Linked DNA regions of Bos taurus: region 2 is linked to region 1. The links are chromatin contacts, called in public Hi-C maps. All regions are on one chromosome and are shown on one strand. The core of a region is the stretch at or near the end of the contact, and the rest is flanking DNA. Distances in the headings are between cores, read along the strand shown.

Region 1 (4,159 bases), core at 341-2,840:
CAAACTGACATGGTCAGTTTTAGATCAACCTGGCTGCAGTGTGGAGGAAGGAATAGAGGCAAAGTGACAGCAAGGAAGTTATTGCAGAAATCCAAATGACTAATAGTGGGCTGAACCAGAGCATAGATAGGTTGAATTTAGGAGACAGATTCCTAAAGATCGCTGTGGATGACTGTATGTGGCGCTGGGAAGGGGAGAGAAGTAGGAACACAGGATGACTGGCAGGGCTGTAAGAGGCACTGTTCAATACCACAGCTCCTTCTACCAAAGTCTTCTTGATTATATCAGACAGGCATCTCCAATCTCTCCCACACCTGCCATCCACCATTATCTCCATACCTTTACTCAAGCAATTTCTGATATTTGAGATGTACATGACCCTCCTTCCTTCCAATCTATCTTTTCATATATAGCTCAACTCCATTTTTTCCAGGGAAGCCTCTCTGAGGCTAGACCCAACTACCTCTTCCTCTATAATCCTCTCCCAGCATTGCTGTATGCCACTCAGTGGAAAGTGGAAAGGGTGGCCTCTTAAGCATCAGGCAAAAGGCTCAGGTTGAGTTGATTTAGCCCTGCACTAAGCACAGGGCTCAGTGCAGAGGGCACTGGATGTGGGGGGAGATGGACCTATGTGACTAAGGGTAGGTCCTGATGCCAGACTTCTGTGTCAGGCAAGTGTACAGTTTCTAAACCCAGCCCAGCATTGATGATTGGCAACATCATGAATGTAACCTTTTGCAGATAGACTGAACAACCAAGCCAACTGTTTGCTTGTTCAACATCCAGAATGCCCTTTGCTCATGAGCCATACAAACATTCCCAGACCTTGCCCTCTCCTAAACTCCTTCAGGAAGCTTCCAAAGTGACTCTGGCTCCACAGATCCCCTTCTTCCTCTAAATTACCTGGGTGACAAAACCACAAGGTTACTGGATCACATGGTGTCTCCCACTCATCAATACAGCATTGTAGGAGGGTAAAAGAGATAACTCATTGGAAAGACTTTTATGTTGGGAAAGACTGAAGGCAGGAGGAGAAGGGGACGACAGAGGACGAGATGGTTGGAGGGCATCACCGACTCAACGGACATGAGTTTGAGCAAGATCCGGGAGTTGCTGATGTACAGGGAAACCTGGCGGTGCTGCAGTCCATGGGGTGACAAAGAGTCGGACACGACTGAGCGACTGAACAAAAACAACAAAAGAACAAACCTGCAACGCTGCTCTACCCATTTAGCCCAAGCGCCCTGTCTCGACAATTAAACGGACTCGCGGCCAGAGGAGCTCGAGAAAGATCAGAAAATTCACGGGCCTCACGTCAGTGGCACCGAAGCCATCCATACGCTTAGCCCTAGCACCGCAGCAGGGATAAACCAACCTGGAAGGGGTAAACTTCGAAGCCAAAAGGGCACAACGTGTCCTCAATCTTCTGCTTCAGCTCTGCGACTAGCGGCTCCATAGTGCACGTTACACACTGAGCCTGCTGGGGAATGGAGTCTCAAGGTTACTCGGGACTTTACGCTTTGAGACAGCTTGGACTCCATTTCCCAAGAGCTACGGGGATCAGCTGCGGGACTGTGTTGTCTCTGCGCGATGCATCCTGGGACACGTAGTTCATTCAGTTCCTAGAGGCACCCACTACAGAAGCAGAAAAACTCGGTTTCCCGACAAGCTTCACGGTGGGGGGGGGGGCACTGTGACTGCGCGTGTTGCTTCCAGGGAAACGTAGTTCGGTAGCCTCCATCGCCGGTTGTCTCCAATAGAGGCGAACTCAATTTCCCAAGTGGCGCCGCAGAGGCCAGTCCGAAGTCGGGCTTTCCCCGCCTACCGTAAGGTTTGAACTGGGCGGTTTCAGTGGTTACTGGCACAGTTTCAGTGTTATGGTGCCAGAGTTGTGAGTCTGGGGACGTCTAAACCAAGATTCAGCATCTTCAATTCCCAATTGATATCTGTTTATCAGGGCATCCCGCTTTTCCCCTAATTTCGCAAGGAAGCCGCTCCCCCGACTAGTCCCAGAAACGCAGTTTTGGTCTGACTATTGCTTCCTTACCTTTAGTATTGCATCCCCCAACTCACCTCTTTAGAGCTTACGTTGTGGTCTTCCCTGGGCTGTGTCTTTGGTGTCCACAGTGTGGGGAGCAAGGGCACAAGACGCCAGGGAGCCAGACCCTTGCTGCAGTCTATGAGTAGGAGCCTGAGCTGGTCTGAGCAGCTCGACGCGCTTCTCAATGCTACGGACCGAAATGTGAACAGGATTAAGGTGAGGGGGCTCCTGAGTCCCCTACTCCCTTGTTTAGGGGATGTGAGTTAATAGATTGCAAAACAGAACTCATTGACCTGTGCATTTGTTTCTTTTGTAGCAGCGGCTGTATCCACTTGGAGTCTCTACCGGGGGTAAATATTGTCCCTCAGCCTTTCTTTCCAGTGTTATCCACTGTTCCTTCCAAATTCCAACTTTTCTTTTCCTGAAGAAACATCTGTTCCCCCCTCCGCCTAAGGGGCTTTCCACTTGTCCCTTCCTTTTTCTCTCAGCAGGAGACCTGGCTGGGACTTGGATTTCCCCTCGTGACTTGCCTACTGAGTCAGGAATCCAAGCTCAAAAGGCTTGGGCTCTAGAGGCTCCCGTATTTCCAGAGAGGCTAAACTGGGCTGAGGCCCACAGTGCATCTTCTCTCAGGGATGAAGTTACTATTCTTTGATCCCAGGCTCAGGTGAGGCATGGTGTGTATATTTGGGGTTTGTGTGACTGTGTAACTGATGAGGTTACCGGTGATTGGGGAGCTCATGGGGTTTTTCTGCCTGGGTAGGTGACTGAAGCACTACAGCAGGCTGTCCAGGGCCTGCTGGAAGAGCGAGAGGAGCAGAAGTACCAGATCTCTGCCCTGGAAGGTATCTCATCATTCTTTTCTTCATATACACAGCCTCAAATGTGTGTGCACATTTTGTGGCTCTTCTATTGTCTGTGCACTTGTGTCTTGATTTGCAAGTGGAGTCTGTAGGCTCATGTGTGATATTCTTAGGGGGCTGATCCCCTACTTGTCTCACTGTAGCATCACTAAGGTTGCTGCAGGGGGGCCCAGAGCAAAGGGTCCTTCTCCTGGAGCAACATCTGGAAGAGATGAGAAGGGAACTGCAGGGCCTTCGAAGCCAGGTGCAGGAACAGGCCCAAGCCCAAATACAGACAGGACCACAGAAGTGCAGTGCCACCAGTGGCCTTCACGAAGAGCTTCAGAATGAGTAAGTGATGGGCAAAACCTTGTCTTCTTCAGCCCTGAACTCCTGGTACTCTGGTAGCCTCCTCTGGGCTTGTTAATTGGTTTTAGAATGACACTGCTATTATCCCTGAAGGCAGCAACTGCTGTTCGAGGAGTCACAGATTCTTCGGGAGGAACTAAAGTTGCTACGGGACCAGCTGAGTGAGTAAAAGATTGAGGGTGTGTATGAATTCACCTCTTCCCTTTTCTGAAAAGCCTTCTTGCTTTCCTTATAAATGACCATACCTTTGATAGCTTGAGCTACCCAGAAACCTGGCCGAGTATTTTGTCTTTTCTCATATGGTATGAGTGTGCATCTCCAGTCAGCTTGGAAACTGCCCAGTAGCTGGACCAGAATGTATTTGTCCGTTTTCAGTGCCAGGCTGGGTGCAAGGCAGGGAAGGGGAAGGAAGGAAGTTGGAGACGTTCCCTCACATTTTCTCTCATCTGCAGGCCAGCATCAGGAGCTGCTGCTGAAACAGATAACTGAGAGGCGGCAAGCTCAGGCCTGCAGCTGGAAGGTAGGACCAGGATCGGACCTATCTGTTCATCTCTCCCTTTGGAGGCCCCTTCCTTTCTATATCTATCCTGTTTTGCAGACAGGCCAGGATACCCTCTCCTACTCCTATCTCTTTCCATCTCTTCCTTGTACTGACTCCACCTCCCTCCAAAGCTCTTCTTCCCAAGCCCTCTGCTAAAGGACATGAGAAACTATCTTTGTCCCCATGAGGGCTCCAAGCGGGCTCAAGAGGCTAATCATGGGGAGGCGGGTGCTCCTCCTGGAGAGGTAGAGGTTTGGTCCTACCTGGCCCTATGGTATGGCAGATGTTGGATCAGCTGCAAAGTGGCCAGGATGGCAAAGGTCACAACCTGGAGGCTGTCAGAACAGAGGTCCAGGATGCCTGGCA
Region 2 (4,423 bases), core at 1,867-4,366, 150 kb after region 1:
AGTCCATCCCCAGGCACTGGGTTAGGACTGACTTGCCTCTCTGGCGCTTCTGAGGTGGCCATGTCAGTTGTGACTTGCCTCTCTGGTGCTTCTGAGGTGGCCGTGTCAGTTGTCTCAGCACTTGTTGCTTTAGGCTCCATCTCCAGGTCATTTGTGTGACCTTGCTCGGAGCCAGGTTGGGTCCCAGTCTCATCCTCAGCCACCTCCTGCTCAGTTTCCTCAGGCTTGCGATTGTCCTTACAGACCTGCTTGGTAGGAGGACTGTCTTCAGCTTCCCTAGAAGGCTGTTTCCCAGGCAGGCCCAACAAAGCCCTCCGCCGTTTTTCCTTGCGTCGTCTCCGTCGCCTCTTGTCCTCCAGCGCAGCTTCATCAGTGTCAATGATAAGGTCAATATCATGGGACCGAGGACACTGTGGTCCCAGGGGGCACCAGCCATAGGCCTAGAGGTAGGAAAGAAGCTTAGAGAGGGTTTCCAGGCATCAAAGTCCCTTCCCCAGGAAATGGGCAGGTGTGCTCACCGAGAAGTTGTCACAAATGCTGGTGGAATGAGTACGGTAGGTGGGGGGCGGTGCACAGCAGCGGTAGTCAATATGGGCCCTCATGCTAGAAGGATAGCTGCAGAACTCCAGGGTCAGGTGTGGGCTGCCAGCTGCCCGCTGCTTCCCATTTTCCCGCTCACTGCAACATCACAAGAGGATATGGATCCACTAGCATGTAAGCTCCGTGAGAGTAGGGGTTTTTGTCTGTTCTGTTCACTGCTGAACCCTTGGCACTAAAGCAGTGCCTGCCCCATGGTAGGCACTCACTTAACATCTTAAGTGAATGAAATAATCAGGCTTATGCCAGGCCCCACCCCGTTCCCTCAACCAGTTCCTCACCATTTCCGGAAGGCATATTCTAGGTAGGAGGCCAGAAAGCGGGCATGAAACTCGGCAGCATATTTGGTGTCATAAATGCCAGCGGGAAACATTTCACAAAGGTCAGCAGTGAAGGTTCCCAAGTTCTCGGGCAGATGTGCGTAAAAGTTCTGGTAGAGGAACACCAAGTCTATCAGGCCGTTGTGTAGTACCAGGGGCCGGCGGGCCCGGATCAGCTCCAGGAACAGTGTCCTCACTGACTGTCTCTGACTCTCATCACCCTAGGTAGAAAGAAAGGGGTCATCAAGAAGGATAGAGTGCCTTAGGGAACCTCTCTTGCAGGACACCTGTCCCAGGCAGCCTCACCTGGAAAGTTCTCCCTTGCTTTCATCTAATTTATTGCTATTCACCAGTTTATCAATCTTGTTTATCCAGCTCTGTCACTGGTGAGTCCCCATACTCCTAAGAAGCAGATCCTCCCCAGTGTACCCACCCTAGAGTAGTAAGAAATGAATTCACAAAAGAGGCAGTCTCAAGGCTGAAGATCTACCTTGTCATTGCCCTTGTGGTAGGGGATTCCTTGAGCGTACTGGCGGTTGAAGTTGAAGCCATGCTGTACCAGGAACTGCACAGACTTTGGTTCTATGACATACTCTTCCATGCACAGTAGGGTCAGATTGAACACTTGGGCCAGGTATGAGTGTTCACCCTGGGAGAAAAAGAGATTCTACTACATCCAGCCTTAGGAGAAAAAAACCTTATAGCTGATGTTCATCAGTATCTCAATCCCTCCTTCCCTTGCCACAGACCTGGGATGGGGGTGACAGTAACCCATACCTTGTCTGGCTGCTGCTTGAAGCAAGCGAGGCCCAGGGAGAGGATGGAACGGGTCCTGGCAGCATGACACACGGCCTTGTAACGTTCCTCGATGCACCTTGGGGTTGGGTTTGGGGGTGGCTGTGGCTGGGAGTTAGCCTCATGCAAGACCCAAACCACCCAGGACTGTGACCTCCACTCTAGGGTTGAGGTCTGCCCTTCCTGGCAAGGCTAGGACTAAAGAGATCAGGGCTTATACTTACTGGTTCAGCAAACACTTCCTGTCCCCAAGCCCACTCAGTTCCTATGGATCAGTAAAGGGAGAGCTGTTAGGTTCTGCAGTACCAGCCCTTTAACCACCACCTGCTCTCCCAGTTCCCTAGCTCTCACCGTGTCCACAGCCACAAAGTTAGCTGTCTTTATGGCCAGGAGGAGGGATGGCCACATCTCCTTGAAGTTGTCACTTTGCACATCCACCACGGGAACCTGGACTACTAGCTCCTCTCCAGATTTTGTGCTTTGGCGGACACCATCTGGAGATAAGAAGGGTGATGGATATTAATGCTCAGGGAAGAGCCCAAGGGAACAGACACCAAGCTAGGCCATGGCTGGGAGCTGGGGCAGCTTCCCCCTCAAGAGTTATATTGCATATGCTTTATACACAGGATTGGAGTGAACAGTGCCCTGAATTTGGGGAGAGAAAGCTTGGGCCTTCCAGTGGCTAATGTAAAATTCTGGGAAATTGTTTCCCCTTAGCATCAAGACCTGTAAAAGTGGAAGGCTGAACTAGATAATCTGTTGAGGTTCCTTTTCCCCATATCCTGCAGGAAATATTTTGCAAGGTTTGAGGACTTCAGGCCCGTTGATATCCCACAAAGCTCTGTAACCGTTCCCATGGTGCCTCAGAGCCACAAGTGGCAGTAGCCAGTATGTGCCAGAGCCTAACAGATAACGCCCCAATCCGTCCCACTTCCTGTGGACCACAACTCCCAACCTCCCCCAATTAACAGCGCTATAAACTCCAGACTACATCTCCCGACATGCCCCGACGGGTCCTAACTATCCTCCCAACACTCCAGGCTTTTGGAGGCGGGACCGCGGTGCACACCGGGACATGTAGTCTCCTCGTGGCTGATCCAAAAGGAAGGCGCTAGTCCTCCGAAACTTGAGGCAGGTTTCTTAGAACTATGAGTCCGAGGCCCTCCGCTGCCTCGGAGCGCACAGGCTTTGAAAACGGCCCCTGGGAAAGCCACTCACCGTCTGAGACCGTGGGAGCTGAGGCTGCGCCATCGTCACTGTCGGCGGCCATGACACCGCGGGTCCCTCGCTAGTATAGTCACTGGGCACGGGGGACTTCCGCTTCGTCTCCTGTCTCGGTTCCTGCAGTCGGGGATGGGGCGGGGTCTCATACCCAGAATCGCCGAACGGTCGGACTTCCTTTAAGATCTCCTGCGTCTGGTGCGGAAGAGGCAGCCTGGCGCGCTAGAGGCAGCCTGGCGCGCGCTGGAATCCTATTGGCCGGCGTGGATCGGCTTGCCGCCAATATTGGCCGGGGCCACGCCCCCTGGAGTTCGTCGGAGAGCTTGGCGCGGGAGATCGCGCGGGAGGTAATTCCTTCTTCCTGTGCGACCTGGCGGGAACGCAGGCTTTCGTGTTATGCTGTCTTCATCGACTCTGCCCCGGGGTGGGGGTTGGGGTTTTTATGTCTGTAGAGGATGAGATGATACCTGAGCTAAGCTTAAAGCAACCGTAGAAGTTATGCAGACTAGAGACTGTGGGTGGAAAAAGGATTTGGGAAAAGGCTAGCTCCTAGGGAGGGTGGAGAGCTCGTTGCATTCCAGCAAGTGAAAGGAGCGGGGAAGGGGACAGGAGATGAGGCTGCGGAGGGTGAAAGCGACCGCTAGCAGGGACACTTTTGAAACAATAGACGCGCATGATAATAAGGACTTGAATTAGGCTCCAGCAGTGACAGCTTGTAAGCAATTAGGAGTTATAGTTGTTCCTGAGGGGTTTGGGATTTGATTTCTGCTACTGAGAGTTGTCCCTACCGTAGACCAGAACTTTCTCAAGAGCTCTGGTTTCCACCAAGGACTCTGAACCTTTTCTGTCTCTGATTATTTGCTGTTTCCAGTTCATCCTTTCTACTGAATCTTTTCATCATCATTCTGAATTGTTTGGATTTCTCCCATTCTGGAAAAAAGGGGTACTTTTAATGCAGTTTGCCTGGCACTGTGCACAACAGTCAACAAAAGACACCCAAGTTTCTTTCATGGAATTTTACAGTTAAGTGGGGAAAGCAGACACTGATCAAAGAATCACAAATAAACATGAAATTATGATTGGTATAAGAGCAACAGTGGAGAAGTACAGAAGAGGGTAAGACTGGGGGGGATCTGATTTGGACATTTAAGTCAAGACCTGAAGAGTAAATAAATGTTAGGACAAGAGCTGTCCAAGCAGAGGAAATGAACTGGGTGAGGCCTCAAGGTGGACAGACACTTTGGGAATTGAAGCAACTATTTCAGGCAAACATGGCTGGAGCGCGGTGGGTGAGGGGATGAGGCAGGTTGAGCTGTTTGTATCCTGCAAAGATACATTAAGAGGATTGGCTCCTGAGAGCAATGGGTGTGACAGCCAACGTCCTCGTGGCCTACAAGGTACTTTGTAATCCTATTCCCCGCACCTTGTTTGGAATGGCACCCACTCCAGTATTCTTGCCTGGAGAAGTTCATGGATAGAGGAGCCTGGAG

What was found. Hi-C and Micro-C count contacts between places; a contact is called where the count stands out from the background.
Region 2: a contact with region 1 is called in a Hi-C map of skin fibroblasts, with 3 times the contacts expected there. The contact joins the promoter of TOE1 here to the promoter of CCDC163 in region 1. A contact is called at or near these places in 6 of 11 Hi-C or Micro-C datasets (blastocyst, blood, liver and 3 more).

The regions. Positions count from the first base shown.
Region 1 is chr3:100,569,606-100,573,764 of ARS-UCD2.0, forward strand. It overlaps CCDC163 (CCDC163 homolog), which reads left to right and starts at 1,591. Exons shown (of 6, transcript XM_059885161.1): 1 at 1,591-2,257; 2 at 2,305-2,391; 3 at 3,183-3,206; 4 at 3,350-3,413; 5 at 3,705-3,772. The coding sequence starts at 2,180. It overlaps MMACHC (metabolism of cobalamin associated C), which reads right to left and starts at 1,585. Exons shown (of 4, transcript NM_001015588.3): 1 at 1,376-1,585. The coding sequence starts at 1,456.
Region 2 is chr3:100,719,358-100,723,780 of ARS-UCD2.0, forward strand. TOE1 (target of EGR1, exonuclease) reads right to left here and starts at 3,117. Exons shown (of 8, transcript NM_001075594.1): 1 at 2,931-3,117; 2 at 2,064-2,206; 3 at 1,937-1,977; 4 at 1,695-1,791; 5 at 1,408-1,566; 6 at 879-1,138; 7 at 519-678; 8 at 1-440. The coding sequence starts at 2,982. It overlaps MUTYH (mutY DNA glycosylase), which reads left to right and starts at 3,092. Exons shown (of 17, transcript NM_001046135.2): 1 at 3,092-3,280.